Linked DNA regions of Mus musculus: regions 2, 3, 4 and 5 are each linked to region 1. Evidence: chromatin contacts called from public Hi-C and HiCAR-type data. All regions are on one chromosome and are shown on one strand. The core of a region is the stretch at or near the end of the contact, and the rest is flanking DNA. Distances in the headings are between cores, read along the strand shown.

Region 1 (2,769 bases), core at 220-2,719:
GAATACCTACATATACCTACGAACCTCACATACATGCTTAGTGCCCTCAGAAGATGAAAAGGAAGTCAGATCTCTGGAACTGGGAATACAAATGATTGTGACCCACCACATGAGTGCTGGGAATAGAACCCCGGTCTTCTGCAAAAAGAAATAAATGTTCTTAGACACTGAGCCATCCCTTAGGTCTCTTGAATAGTCAAAATACCTTTGGTCTGTCTTGTTGGTAAGAGTTAAAGTATACCATTTTGGTTTAAGAACTCAATAGTAAGTGCTTGCCTAGGAAGCCCTTGTGTTTGTTGCCTAGCAAAACAAAACAAACAAAATAATATTGTGGTCATTATAAGTGCGGAAATGTTCGTTCTCCACTCATTAGATGAGACTTTATTTGCCTCAGGACCAGAATTCCTTGCTCTCCCAGCAGTGCTGCAGAAAGACCAATGGTGGAGGTGGTGGTCTTTTAGATCGTATACCTGCAAATGAAGACAAAGCACACAGAAAGCAGAGGAAAAACTCCCAAGTCTAGGTTGGCATAAGATGACCAACTGCACAAGCAGCAAAGCTAACAACAAAGGCATGGGTCAGGGCGTTCTCACAGGAAGGGACATGCTATCAAGTGCCTAGCTTCAATTATATATGCTGATTAACTTTAAGGACTTGACATTCACTGTTAATTTTTCCCTAAAGGGAAAATGATCATAGAGTCTCCAACACCCAGCAACAAAAAGTGACTCCCCCAGAACAAGACACAAAAGCTCACAGAATGAGGAAGAGTGGAGCTTCTCACACCTTTTGTGACAAATAAAACTCGTGACCACAGTACACTTGATACTTCACGGTTGGGCTTGAGCATTTCTGCACACTGTTCAGTCTGTGTTATGTTTTCTGTAAGCAGAATCAAAGAAGGTAGAGGCAGCCGCAGAGCTGCACTCTGTTTTCAAAGGTGCAGTTACACTTCTAAACTGTGGCAACAAGACACACCCTGAAGAAAGAGAGCTTTGCTTCTTCACATGAAAACAGAAACCAAGATAGCTTATGATGTCTCCTACATACCAAGAACGTGGCCCGACCTTTAAAAGCCATGTTGAGGTAAACAGGCCTGGTACTTAACACAGCATGTTGTTCCACTAAAGGGCCCTCCCACCATCTTCTGCTCTCCCTACTTCTAGCTCCAAAGCTTCTGGATATCAAATTTTTCATCAAAAAACTTCCTGTGGCCCATTGTCTTAGGACCCAGTTCTTTAGAGAATGCAGGTCATCTGGGTTCATTCCTGTTAACCCCAACATTCAGGTCAAACATCAGCTTTGTGTGCAGGAAGAGAGTCACTGGAGACCCAGCCTTTGTGGAAAGCAGTGTTTTCGCGACAGAGGGTTCTCACACAGGGGCAGATTGACGTAGAAGAGTATGAGCTGCGGAGAAAACTGGGGAAGTGGCATAATGTGGGAAGCTGCCCAAGTTGCCCATGTGTGGATGCAATACAGTGGGAAACTAGCACCCTTTACAGTTTTGCAACTTCCTTACAGGGTGGCGCACACATGGGATGAGGGACGAACGTTCATGCTGACACTTTCAAGGCAGTTTCTGGATATAGATTAGAAAATGAAGGCTGCATAAGGAGACCTTGAGCAGGGGATCTGGACAAGCAATGATTTTCAACTCCATTTCCCACACAGTATCCTCTCCCCTTTCCTCCCCTCCCCTCTCCTCCCCTTCTCTATTCCTCCTTTTCTTTTTGTTATTGTTTCCCTATCACTCATTCTCATTCTCTCTCTACTCTTCTCTCCCCTCTCTCATTCATATGAGCTAAATTGTAAAAACGCACAGTTTTGGGCCTCCCTGCCAAATCACAACTATTGTGGAAAGCATGGCACCTAGCAGCTATCTACTTAGCACCATGCTCGACAATGTTGTTGTCAATTTCCCTAGCAATCCAAGATACATCTAGGACACGGTAAGGAAACCATGTAATTCCTGTATATGGCACAATGTTGGTCACACTGTAAATTGCACAGATTGTCACTTCTTCCCCAGCTGGCCAATACATTCATTGATAAGAAAGACGCATGTATTAAGTGCCTATTACTTTGCCCAGTACTCTGCGGTGTGCAGAAAATGTAGTGGTGACTAAAACAGATGCTCCGGTATGGTCAAGTGACAGCATCAAATAAGACAAATATCAAGAAATGAGTCATAGTCACGTCAGATATTTGGTATACACTGATAAACAGACTAGCAGAATGCACAGTAACATCATGCAGAAAGAAAAAAGGAGGTTACAATTTGGCTTCATACTGAAGCTCAATGGTGCTAGTTACCGAGGTTAATAGATAAGGAATGAGAAAAAGCCCATATTATGAGAATTTTCAATGTAACTGGACAGACAGAGTGCTATACAGAAAACAATGTGAAAGCAGCTAAGCTGATTATATGTACATCACTGCAGAAGCAAAGGGACAGAGAGGAGAACTGTAGGGCATAGTGAAGGAGCAATTAACCGATCTGTGAATGCCTTGGTTGGCATATGAGGAGGCTTGGAGACACAGGTAGAAGAAACAAAGGAAGGTTTTGGACTTTCAACCAAGAGATTTCATTGTCACAGAAAGACTGCTGATAGTCATCAAAACTGGTTTTCACTTTGCAAATTGCGTCAATACAGAGGTTGACAAATTTTGATCAAATGTTCTATCTAGATGCCAGGGGGTGGCTTCAAACTTTAAACTCCTGAAAGGATGTTTTATTCATCACTCTGGGTGTCAGGGGAGAGTCTGAAC
Region 2 (2,700 bases), core at 88-2,587, 180 kb after region 1:
ATGGCCTTGAACTTGTAATCCTCCTGCCTCATACCCCTGAGTAGTTGAGATTGGAGGTTTGCACCAGCAAGACCAACTATGGCAACCCTTCACACTTGACAATGTCACCCTCATTCATTTTGTGTTCTCGGCTTGCAGACTACCTGCCCAAGGCAGTGACTCAAAGCTGGCAGTAGAGGAGGCAAGATTAGACATCAGGTTCTTCTACTCCATCCACATTTCCACTTCAAATGTAGTTCATATCTATCATCTGGGCCCTGGTAAGAGGCTAACACAAGACGTGAGCTCGTATGGATGGAGTCGCCACCAGACAGCTGTTGTCCTGGCAGACTGCTCCTATTTTTACCAAGGTTTCTTTTTAAACTATCCCTACATCGCTCCTCTGTGGGGCTGTGTGGGTGAACACATATGTGCACATATATAGAGGAAAAGAAACCTCAGGTGTCTGAGAGAAGCCACCCACTGCTGTAGTGATCTGGAAGTCCAAACAGACTAGACTAGAGCTAACTAGCTAGCTAGGCCAGAGCTCCAGGAATCTCCCTGACCTTTCCTTCCTAGCACTAGATGTCGAAAGCACACCAATGTGCCATGCTTTTTAAGGTAGGTGCTAGAGATCTGAGGGTCAAACTCCATTCCTCGTGCTTGGGAGGTAAGCACATTGCCAGCCGAGCCATCTGCCCATCTTCCCACTTTCACTGTGTTTCCTATTACTGGAATGTATATGATTCCATGGAGGCCCTCTGACAACACCTGACCAGCACACACCTCCCTGCTAACAATTCTAACACTATGTGTTTTATCAAATGCCTCCAGGTTGGTACTCTTACGTTTGTGATGTCAGCCATGATACCTCAACATTTAATGAATGCTTTTGCCAAAACCATAATCCTCGGGGGGGGGGGGGGGAGTGGAAGCATACAGGTTTGAAAGGTACCTAAAGGCATCTCTCTATTAAATTATATTTGGGGCCAAAATATGGATGACACCCAGGCTATGCTGTACCAACACACTCCCAAAATAAAGCAGCCACACCTCTTGTCCTTAGGGGGTTCATGGCGCTCTAAGAAGCTGAAGTTCTTTAGTTCTACTCTGAAATTCAAATTGAATACCTCAGTGTGGATAGGAATGGCATATTTATTTTAACCTATGAAACTCTCATGGTTGAGCACCCTTGCAACGGGGCTGACTCTGCCCTGAGACACATCTGGCAGGTGGCCCTAAAACAGCGAATAAGCCTGGCTGGCCCCTCCCTTCCAGCCAGGTGTCTCTGCCCACAGCCAACGGCGACAGCAAAAACAGAACACTGGAGTCCGGAAGTGACCCGTCTGCTCAGCATAGCCTCCCTTTTTATACCCCGGGGAGCACCTGTCTCTGCGATGGGGTGGGTGACTCCAGAGTCTTCATACACCCTTCTAAGTCATTTACAAACAATCCCAGAATCTTATTGTTTCCATGAAGTCATGGTGTTGAGGGGCCAATTAAATAGAAATCAGCCAGCAGTTTCTTGCTGTGTATTGGACCCTGTGCAGAGCTGCACTGGGGCCTGTGTGAGGATGACACTGCTCTGTAGCTCGGCTCTCAAGGCCTGGAGAGAACTTTGATAAGAGAGAGCAAAGGCTGTCTGATATCTACTTCAGTTCTATGCCTAGAGTTGTCACCTCCTGTTTCTTCTGAGTTGTGGCTTTCTGGTACCACTGTACCATCCCATCTGGCCTCTAACGTGGCCTAAATATGGTGTATTCTACAGTCTTCCCACAATGCCTTGATTTAGTAAGTCCCTACTATCCTGTACTCTATAAATGTGGCCCTGTGTCAAAGCCTACAAATCAAGAGTAGTGAATAGAATATAAACTCTACTAATGAGACCATTAAAGTTATACTTGCTAAACACAGTGATGAAAAATAATTCAGAAACCCAGAAAGTCAAACGCGTGCGCACACACACACACACACACACACACACACACAAATGCATGCAGACATATATACACATAAAGCCTGCACAGATGGTGACCCATACAGAACTTTGATTTTAATTCTTCCTGGTGAAAATGAAAGATAATGCAACTCAAACTCCCTGGGCTTCGTTTTCCTGTTCCTAAAATGGAATAGCAATTTTGCTTGTCTTTAATCTACAGATGTCCATTAGGCCTCTCTTAGAGAAAAATGGCAGTCATAAGGAGAGAACACTGAGGAATGAACGTCAGAGCCGAGCAGTCTGGGAAAAACACAGAAATCGTGCAGAAAAGTGAAAGATAGCGGAAGAGGCATTTGTCAAAACAGAACTTTCAAAGGAATAGCTGTAAACTGCCTAGATAAAATTTAATAATGCTTCCAAGAATGAAATCAACTTTCATGTGGCAACTTTCAGGAAGTATAAACCTGGGAGATGGTTTTAAAAATCAATCATATCAATGTAATTTTTAAAACATCTTTATGGAATAACCACTGAACTACTGTAAGTTCAGAATGAGAATGAAAGCACCCGCTAATTAAGAGTGGGTACGCACCATGAGAGGTAGCAGAGTTAGGAACCGACCTGGCTTGGGGAAACCTGGGTCACAGACAGACTTAGCTCCTCATTCCCACGTGATGCATTTTCTCTAATCATTCCTGCTCCGGCCAAGCCCCCACTACCTTCCCCAGTGCTTGCACAAGCATGGGTCTACGTGGTCTACCAGTACTGAGAAGTGGGGTACC
Region 3 (2,714 bases), core at 108-2,607, 170 kb before region 1:
GTTGTGCACACATTGAGGGCAGGGTATTAAACACAATGCTCATATGAAATTCTTTATAAACAGTAGGTTAATTAAAGACATTATCTTCCTTCAAACACAAAACAAAACAAGGAGGGACAGACACTGTCCAAAACTACCTGGGAATCAGTGTAAGAGCCAAGCTTGAGGCTTTCATCATGGAAGTCAGACCGATGTCTTTTTATTCCTTAGCATCAGTGAATCACAGTGCTGCCGAGGTAGACTATAGATACTAGAGCACCAAGCAGGCCAGCAGCCTGCCATGCCACACCACATGCCTAGGTTTCTCAGCCTCTTTCCTTATGCAAACTGAAGAATGGTTTAGAGCTCACATCATACAACTAAAAAATGAATGAGAGGTCCAGTGTTTCAAATGTCAGTAGGGGAGGGTGCTCTCATGAGCAACTGAGCCTAGTGTTTAGAGGGGCTATGAAGCAATGAGATACCTGACCAAAGGAGGAATCAAAGCATACAACAAAACATCTAGAAATGATGGGTTGAGACTTCTTGGCTATCTCCCAACTTCGAAATGAGTTGGAGATGTTTACCTCAACGATGCAAACAGATAGTGAATAAAACATGTCTGGAATTTTGTGTTCAGAAAATGTGACAAGCTTGAATCTGATGACTTTGAGACTCATCTGAAATATGGGTTTCAGCTCAACTGCAAAGCTTTTAAGGAATCCACGATATTGCTGCTATGCACTGCAGCTTGCCCTGTGTGTGTGTAGGGGGGAGCATTGAAAAGAAACTGTGAGATAGAAGACGTGAAGAGAAGAGGAGAGGAGGGGAGGGGAGGGGAGGGGAGGAGAGGAGAGGAGAGGAGAGGAGAGGAGAGGAGAGGAGAGGAGAGGAGAGGAGAGGAGGAGAAGTGAGACAAAGAAGTAGCAACCATATTCTGGATAAGCAGATCTCTAAAGTGAGCATTCTCCCCAGCAGCCTCAATGAACTGAGAATTTGACATTTATTTTTGAGCCAAAAAGAATGATTTTAAAATTGTTCTTCAGGTGCTTGTGTAAATGCACTCATATTTACAGACTGTGGTGTGATTACATAACCAAAATACCATGATACTACTTAACTTCTGGATGGGAGATAAAGACATTATTTTAATCTTGTCTTTGTGTTAAATTGAGTGCTCAATGTTAATTCTTCTTACCTCAGGAAAAGCCTTATTTCATATACTGAAGGAGAGATAACCGTTTGATTTTGTTTTCATGGAAAATTACTTTACTTCTCATATGTGTGAGAAATATTTGTGATTACACAGAACCCTGATCTGCTGGAATTGCACTTGCTAGTTAGAGAAAGTCCGGCAGGTGTCGCTGTAACACTGCTCAAATTTAATATAGTTCCCTCACAGGCAGGATGGTCAAGTACAAGGCTTTTGGTTGTGAGCTCTTCACTAGCAAAGATCTTTACCTCAATTAGAGTTCATGACAGCCTCAAGAAAAGCTAGTCTGTCTGTTAGGACCCTAATTCAAATCTGAATGTTTGGAGATCACCAGAGAAATATATAATCAGAGTACAAGTTAGCACATCCATGGGAAAAGCAACTTGGCAATAGCTTCCTAGCCATAGGTTTAAACTGTTACATGCAACTGTATAAAGTACACTCTGCCCATCCACTGTTTCAATACTCTGGGGCACAAAGTGCATTCAACCCAAGGGGTTTGCCATTGACTCGCTTTTCAAAACTGGAAGAAATTAAAGGTGCACAATACAATAATTCAAAACTCCTTATAGACAAGCACTATGGTTTCTTTCTTTCTTTCTTTCTTTCTTTCTTTCTTTCTTTCTTTCTTTTTTTATACTGTTGGCAAATATGCTCACAATCTTTCAGAATCAAAATGAGTAAAAGTTTTTTTTTAATTAGGTATTTTTCTCGTTTACATTTTCAATGCTATCCCAAAGGTCCCCCATACCCACCCCCCCAACCCCCTACCCACCCACTCCCCCTTTTTGGCCCTGGCGTTCCCCTGTACTGGGGCATATAAAGTTTGCAAGTCCAATGGGCCTCTCTTTGCAGTGATGGCCGACTAGGCCATCTTTTGATACATATGCAGCTAAAGACAAAAGCTTCCGGGTACTGGTTAGTTCATATTGTTGTTCCACCTATAGGGTTGCAGTTCCCTTTAGCTCCTTGGGTAATTTCTCTAGCTCCTCCATTGGGGGCCGTGTGACCCATCCAATAGCTGATTGTGATCATCCACTTCTGTGTTTGCTAGGCCCCAGCATAGTCTCACAAGAGACAGCTATATCTGGGTCGTTTCAGCAAAATCTTGCTAGTGTATGCAATGGTGTCAGCATTTGGAAGCTGATTATGGGATGGATCCCTGCATATGGCAATCACTAGATGGTCCATCCTTTCGTCACAGCTCCAAATTTTGTCTCTGTAACTCCTTCCATGGGTGTTTTGTTCCCATTTCTAAGAAAGGGTAAAGTGTCCACACTTTGGTCTTCGTTCTTCTTGAATTTCATGCGTTTGGCAAGTTGTATCTTATATCTTGGGTATCCTAAGTTTCTGGGCTAATATCCACTTATCAGTGAGTACATATTGTGCGAGTTCCTTTGTGATTGGGTTACTTCACTCAGGATGATACCCTCCAGGTCCATCCATTTGCCTAGGAATTTCATAAATTCATTTGGGGGGGGGCAAACCACATGACCTGAATGACAATGCTGGATAAAGCATT
Region 4 (2,749 bases), core at 20-2,519, 200 kb after region 1:
CTCAAAAAAAAAAAGTTCCCAGTTGAGATAAAATGATTACACACTGCTTGAGCGGCTTATCAGATTCAAACATCCCCTGCACCTTTGGCCTCCAGCTCCACCCCAAGCAGCTATGCTCTCTGGCTGCCATGCTGCTCCTGTTAGATCAACAGAAGGGACGCTGTCCTACGCACAAACGTCCCTGTCATCCCTTCAGAAACGGAAATCCATAGCCTGACAGTTTTACTGCCTCAAGCAACGGGACCCTGGCTAGGATGACCGGACTTGCCTCCTCACACCGACTCCATTACACCCTGCTTCACTTCAAATCCCTGACAATGCTCCTCTGCATGAACACTGTCAATAGTCTAATCCTGTCTCAGTGGTAGAGTTTCCTCGGAGCATCACAGCAAGAGCACTGGGTGAGAAGTGAAACGAAAACAGACTTGGAAGTAAGTAAAGTTTAAAGGGTCGATCACTGATTGTGGCTAATTTCAAGAGTTTATATTTGGCAGCACTTTGGAATCAAGGATATGAACAGACCATGATCAGCCTCTGACAGACCGAGACTACCCCCAGCTCTGGGTACGTCCACTGCAGGAATTCATTTAGAGTTCACAGAAGCACCATATTGACAGACTATGTTTGGTTTCATGGTCTGGTGCAACCTGCTGTTGTGTTCAGAAGACAGAAGTTAAACCGGTGCTGCGTAGAGTCTGCCACATCCTTCTTTATCCTCCTATGAACAGGTCAATTATGTCAGTGCCTAGGGGTCTGCACCAGTGCCCTTCCTACAGCGAGCAGTTGTCCAGTCCTGAGTAGCAGCAGCCACAGGAAGAGCTACCAAGTCCTTAACTGTGTTCATCCAGGGATCAGTTTCGACAAGAAGCTGAGGTGGAGGAAGACATACCACATTCATATGCCCAGAGGATTGGAACCTAGGTCTCTAGGTCTCTAGAGTGAGGTGTTCGTTCTCTTAAACAAAGGAAGGTCTTACATGGACTGAGCTGTGTGCCCTGCCCCCAGATGCTGTGCCTAGAGATTGAGGCTGGTAACCACAGGGAAAGGGTGGGCCTGGTTACAGAGGGCAGCAGGCTTCTAGGCTTACAGTCAGCTGTAGGGCACTGCTGACTGCTGGTAACTGCCATTTATTTTAAGAAGAAATTTAGACAAATAAGCACAGAAACACCCAAGTTTGCGGCCCGCTGCTGTTGCTATACTCAGCCGGAGCTACGGGACATGAGTCACTTGGTCCAAAAAGGTTAGAAGAGGCCAGGCCAGTAGAGGAGGCTGTGTCATTACAAGGTTGCAACACCACGTCCTGATATAACCCTAGCTTTGGCTCCAAATGTAAAAGGTATTCTACGCTGCCTTAATCCCAAGCCAGTGACTGGCAGAGAAACTTGTCTTGCTAATGGGCTTGGAAAAGCTGTACTCTCCTGTTACCAGAGAGAATACACCACAGACCAACGGAGTATATATCAAACGTTCCAGAGCAGGTGAAACTCCTGTTTTATATATCCAGATTTATTTAAGTTCAGACACTATTTATTCAAATAATGTATGGGTCTAAGAAAATAACTCGAATTGTATACAAGATGCTAGAGAAGTACAATCTTGTTTAAAAAAAAAATAAAATATGAACTCCTAAGGCAGAGAAGAAAATAAGCCAACATGTATTGAGCTCTTGCTTTGAGCCAAACACAGCCCCACATACCGTCTATACCATGGCTGAACACCCACAGGCAACAACAGCAAGAGCATCCCACTGTTGGGCCAGCCTTCCTCCTACTCTTAGAGAAACTCCACCCAGTGCCCCTCCCCATTTGCACACATTTACCTTTCTGCAGGATCTCTAGATGCTCCCACAGGATATCCCCAACAAAGTCTGGAGCCAGCTCGAGGAAGCATTCTTTACCCAGGGCACACAGTGCTGCTCCACTCATACAGAACTTCTGGAAGTCCACACCTTTCAGGCTGAACTCATTCACAGCCCACATCACCCAGTCCCGGACGTGGGTTTCTGTCCACTGCCGGGGGTCTGAGAAGAGAGGCCAAGCGAGGATATAGTAGGTCAGGCTGGGAGAAGGCAGGGAAGGGCCGAAACAGAGCTGACGATGCTAGTTACTCTACACCTTGGGAGCAGCATCTTGTCCAGCACCTCTCAGACTCTTCCTCCCTCATCTAGCACCCCACTTTCCCATCTCCTCAGCTAGGAGGAGCTAAAATCAGCCAACAGCAATTCCCTGCTTTTTTTTTTTTCAGGCCAAGATTTCCATTGATCTCCTCTCTCACCCTGATTCTCATTAAAAAATATCAAAAGCCCCCAGATAAGGGACTATGCCTTCTTTAATGGCAATAGCAATGGAAAGTGTTTCCCACAAACTGCACATGCCTCTTTCTGCTCTCAACGCTGCAATACACTTGAGATTTTTTTATACTCAATTATTTTTTATCTTAGCCACTCAGGTTTTATAATAATCACAGCAATTAGTAATGGTAAGTCATTGAAGTATCATTATTTGTGACCACAGGGACAGCTTTGAGTAGCAGTGAAGCCATGTAATCTTCATGAACATGACCTAAGGTTTGACAGAGCTGTACCTGCCAATGACACCAAAAGGAATCAGGAGGCAGCAGGCTTCTACGTCCACTCAAATGATGCCTGAGCCACAAGTAACTGCATGAGATGCTGGGAACACTCAGGGCTCAGAAGTCACTATGCTCTGGCATTCTGGTCCACAAAGGATGCTTGGAGCTGTGGTCCACC
Region 5 (2,700 bases), core at 24-2,523, 220 kb after region 1:
GTTTAATACAGGAAAACAGGGCTGGGGGATTCTTTTCAAATCTCTTAGGAATAAAAATACAAAAGAAAACCAAGAAAACAAAAACAAAAAAACAACAAAACAACAAAACTCAACCTTCTTAAGGTCCAAAGTCAACCTCTCTCCAAAGAAAAGTGCACATTAGTTTGTCCAGTGCCCTACAGAGCAAGCCACTTTCCTGTCTGCTCCTGGTATTTTGGGTATCTCTGCCACTTTCCTAGATGTGACATCAAGGGTCTGGGCACCCTGTTCCCAGATCTCTAGTTAGCACCCATGTAGACTCACTGAAGATGTAGAGGAAGGGTACTTGCAGCAACAAAAAAGGGGCGACTGCCTTGCTGACATTTCTGTCTCATGTTAGTGGTTATTATGACTATTGTGGAGGCACTCACCACACAAGAGAAATATATAAGCTGGGTGGCTAAATGGAGCCATCAGGACATCTGACAAAGTCCAGCTGTGGTTTTACCATATGGTGCATGTGGCACTGAGAGAACAACTTGGCATCCCTTCTGTATACTCTCCTTTTTCACAAAATATCGGCAACTCATAGGGATTACTGGGGTCTCTGCTGGGTAAAGGCGTGTGTCAAACTGTAACACATTACCAAATTACAAGGCAGTACTTAGGCAGACTGCTAAACATGCACAGCAGATCTCAGTGTCCCCTCCGAATTCAACATCTAAGTATTTCAAAAACCGTGTTGATATCATCCATGTGATTTTTAGAACTGGCTACTGCTGGGTTTGAATGTGTGCTTAGGACCTTTGTGATAAGGTTTTAACATCTCACTTTCTTATCTATGAAACGGGAATAAACGTTTCACTACTACAGAGTAGGATAAGACAATCAGGGTCTTTGCCGCATACCTAGTATTCAAAACCTAATATACAAATATATGTATGTATATATGTACACACACACACACACACACACACACACACACATGGAGGGGGGGAACACCACAACAGCACCAAAAAAATAAAGATGGGTAGGAGTTAGATCTGCCCTCTGATAAGAACTCAATGGCAGTCTTCCTGGTTTTCCTTCCAAATCAACAAGCTGTACCTAGGCCCTTGTTTCCCAAAGAAGGGGTAACTGTCACAGATCTTTCTCAAAATGTAGAAATAACATCAATAAAATGAGATCACAGATAACAAACATGCGTAGGCGACGCCACAGCCAGCCACAAAGGGAGCCTTTGAGAAGCGAGAGGGTCGCTGTTGACACACCAGCACACAGTTAGAGCTTCCTGGATGACTGGGAAGTCAAAGCAGGTGGCATCTTGCCTGCCCCCAACTCCACCAGGCAGGCCATGCCCATGGAGGGGTCAGCCGGTTGCTGCCCAGGAAGCACCTGTGAACAGTCCCACAGGCAGGCATGGGCCCTTCCCTCTGTGCAAACAGGCAGTGAGGACCTTGTCTCACCAGGCTTGTCAGGAAAAGGTGCTGAGATGCCTCACAGCGGAGTACATTCCAGCTGCAGGAGGGGACTGTTTCTCAACAGAACAGAGCAACAAGAAGGGGCAGCTTCCATGAAATAAGTCATTACTCAGACCGCATGGGCAGCTGTGAGGATACAGCTGGGTTCGTTGCTCTGCCTACCAGACTCCTAACCTACATTATGTCTTCCTCCAATTCAGACCCCTCCCTGGAACTGCCTTTAGCTGGCCCTGTGGCCAATGATTATGCAGAAAAGGAAGCTGTTGTACTGGAAGACATGACTCCTGGCCCAGCACTACCTGAAATGACATATTCAGAAATGATCCCAGACAAGTTGAAACCAGGCATTAACTGGGAAGCCTGTTACATGTGATCGTTGGGATAGCTTTGCACAATTCCTAATATCTTCTTGTACAAGCTGCCCTTTACAGAGGTACCCAAAAACTCCCCAGTGACTGAGTCAAAGTAGTGACCTGTCTACCTCATCAATAGCAGTCTATGTTGTTTACCAGCCTTTACTGTTGCCCAAAGTCACAAGCCATCAGTGTTAAGAGAAACCTTAGCTTTTCTAAGTGACTTACTTGGCCAATTAAGAAAGTGAGATTCAAAGCCCGGCGTGGTGGTGCACGCCTTTAATCCCAGCACTTGGGAGGCAGAGGCAGGCAGATTTCTGAGTTCGAGGCCAGCCTGATCTACAGAGTGAGTTCCAGGACAGCCAGGGCTACAGAGAGAAACCCTGTCTCAAAAAACCGAAAAGAAAGTGAGATTCAGAATAAATGAAATTATTTTTTCCCAGAGTCATACAAGCAGGTACACTGATATGGCTAGAATCCTCCTGACAGGAGCTCACTCATGCTCTCTCTCTCTCTCTCTCTCTCTCTCTCTCTCTCTCTCTCTCTCTCTCTCTCTCTCCCTCCCTGTGTGTGTCTGTCTGTCTCTGTCTACCTCTCTCTGTGTGTCTGTTTGTCTATCTATGTGAGTGTCTGTGTTTGTGTGTGTGTGTCTGCCCCCTCTGAAGTTGAACTTACAAAGTAAACTTTATATTTCATAAATAATACTTAATTTTACTCTGATGATAGGTCCCTCTAGTCAGTCCTGATTATTCTCCACTGAATTCTACACATGAGTAGTATCTGGATGGTGTAAGACAACTTACACAAAATATAAGGAATTTATCTAAAGGTTAGATAAAAATACCAAGAAAAATAAGAATCAGTATAATTATAAACAGAAGTTTATA

What was found. A called contact is a pair of places that touch in the nucleus more often than the background predicts. HiCAR-type assays count read pairs that join an accessible place to other places.
Region 2: a Hi-C map of CD4 T cells shows a contact between it and region 1, with 4 times the contacts expected there. The contact joins two enhancer-like sites. A contact is called at or near these places in 1 of 15 datasets of contacts at CTCF or cohesin (large pre-B cells), 49 of 484 Hi-C or Micro-C datasets (3T3-L1-derived adipocytes, the AML12 cell line, B cells and 26 more), 15 of 115 datasets of contacts at active chromatin or transcription factors (CD4 single positive thymocytes, CD8 T cells, T-cell acute lymphoblastic leukemia and 11 more) and 1 of 9 other capture datasets (embryonic stem cells).
Region 3: a HiCAR-type map of Th17 cells shows a contact between it and region 1, with 2.7 times the contacts expected there. The contact joins two enhancer-like sites. A contact is called at or near these places in 2 of 39 promoter capture datasets (both in liver), 1 of 15 datasets of contacts at CTCF or cohesin (CD8 T cells), 29 of 484 Hi-C or Micro-C datasets (3T3-L1-derived adipocytes, the C10 cell line, CD4 T cells and 23 more) and 8 of 115 datasets of contacts at active chromatin or transcription factors (CD8 T cells, Th17 cells, cardiomyocytes and 5 more).
Region 4: a contact with region 1 is called in a Hi-C map of group 2 innate lymphoid cells, with 2.1 times the contacts expected there. The contact joins two enhancer-like sites. A contact is called at or near these places in 1 of 15 datasets of contacts at CTCF or cohesin (large pre-B cells), 36 of 484 Hi-C or Micro-C datasets (the AML12 cell line, B cells, CD4 T cells and 22 more), 12 of 115 datasets of contacts at active chromatin or transcription factors (CD4 single positive thymocytes, CD8 T cells, differentiating embryonic stem cells and 7 more) and 1 of 9 other capture datasets (embryonic stem cells).
Region 5: a contact with region 1 is called in a HiCAR-type map of Th17 cells, with 3 times the contacts expected there. The contact joins two enhancer-like sites. A contact is called at or near these places in 1 of 39 promoter capture datasets (macrophages), 2 of 15 datasets of contacts at CTCF or cohesin (CD8 T cells and large pre-B cells), 38 of 484 Hi-C or Micro-C datasets (the AtT-20 cell line, B cells, CD4 T cells and 24 more), 35 of 115 datasets of contacts at active chromatin or transcription factors (CD4 T cells, CD4 single positive thymocytes, CD8 T cells and 27 more) and 2 of 9 other capture datasets (adipose tissue and embryonic stem cells).

What each region holds. Positions count from the first base shown.
Region 1 is chr9:32,924,606-32,927,374 of GRCm38.p6, reverse strand. The region is part of intron 1 of Gm27162 (predicted gene 27162); the gene reads left to right. Among named protein-coding and RNA genes, the nearest start is that of Gm27162, 3.0 kb to the left of the region's middle. Within about 2 kb of position 1,469, at least 12 of the 459 cell types and tissues checked have an H3K27ac peak or open chromatin away from gene starts, as enhancers often do. A contact at or near this core is called in Th1 cells, Th17 cells, Th2 cells and 1 more, where this site is marked.
Region 2 is chr9:32,746,433-32,749,132 of GRCm38.p6, reverse strand. The region is part of intron 8 of Ets1 (E26 avian leukemia oncogene 1, 5' domain); the gene reads right to left. Among named protein-coding and RNA genes, the nearest start is that of Gm3331, 35 kb to the left of the region's middle. Within about 2 kb of position 1,337, at least 69 of the 459 cell types and tissues checked have an H3K27ac peak or open chromatin away from gene starts, as enhancers often do.
Region 3 is chr9:33,094,489-33,097,202 of GRCm38.p6, reverse strand. No RefSeq gene overlaps it. Among named protein-coding and RNA genes, the nearest start is that of Gm27166, 64 kb to the right of the region's middle. Within about 2 kb of position 1,357, at least 5 of the 459 cell types and tissues checked have an H3K27ac peak or open chromatin away from gene starts, as enhancers often do. A contact at or near this core is called in Th17 cells, where this site is marked.
Region 4 is chr9:32,729,326-32,732,074 of GRCm38.p6, reverse strand. Ets1 (E26 avian leukemia oncogene 1, 5' domain) reads right to left here. Exons shown (of 10, transcript NM_001372534.1): 5 at 1,820-2,020. Among named protein-coding and RNA genes, the nearest start is that of Gm3331, 52 kb to the left of the region's middle. Within about 2 kb of position 1,269, at least 78 of the 459 cell types and tissues checked have an H3K27ac peak or open chromatin away from gene starts, as enhancers often do. A contact at or near this core is called in Th1 cells, Th2 cells and group 2 innate lymphoid cells, where this site is marked.
Region 5 is chr9:32,704,899-32,707,598 of GRCm38.p6, reverse strand. The region is part of intron 3 of Ets1 (E26 avian leukemia oncogene 1, 5' domain); the gene reads right to left. Among named protein-coding and RNA genes, the nearest start is that of Ets1, 70 kb to the right of the region's middle. Within about 2 kb of position 1,273, at least 93 of the 459 cell types and tissues checked have an H3K27ac peak or open chromatin away from gene starts, as enhancers often do. A contact at or near this core is called in Th1 cells, Th17 cells, Th2 cells and 1 more, where this site is marked.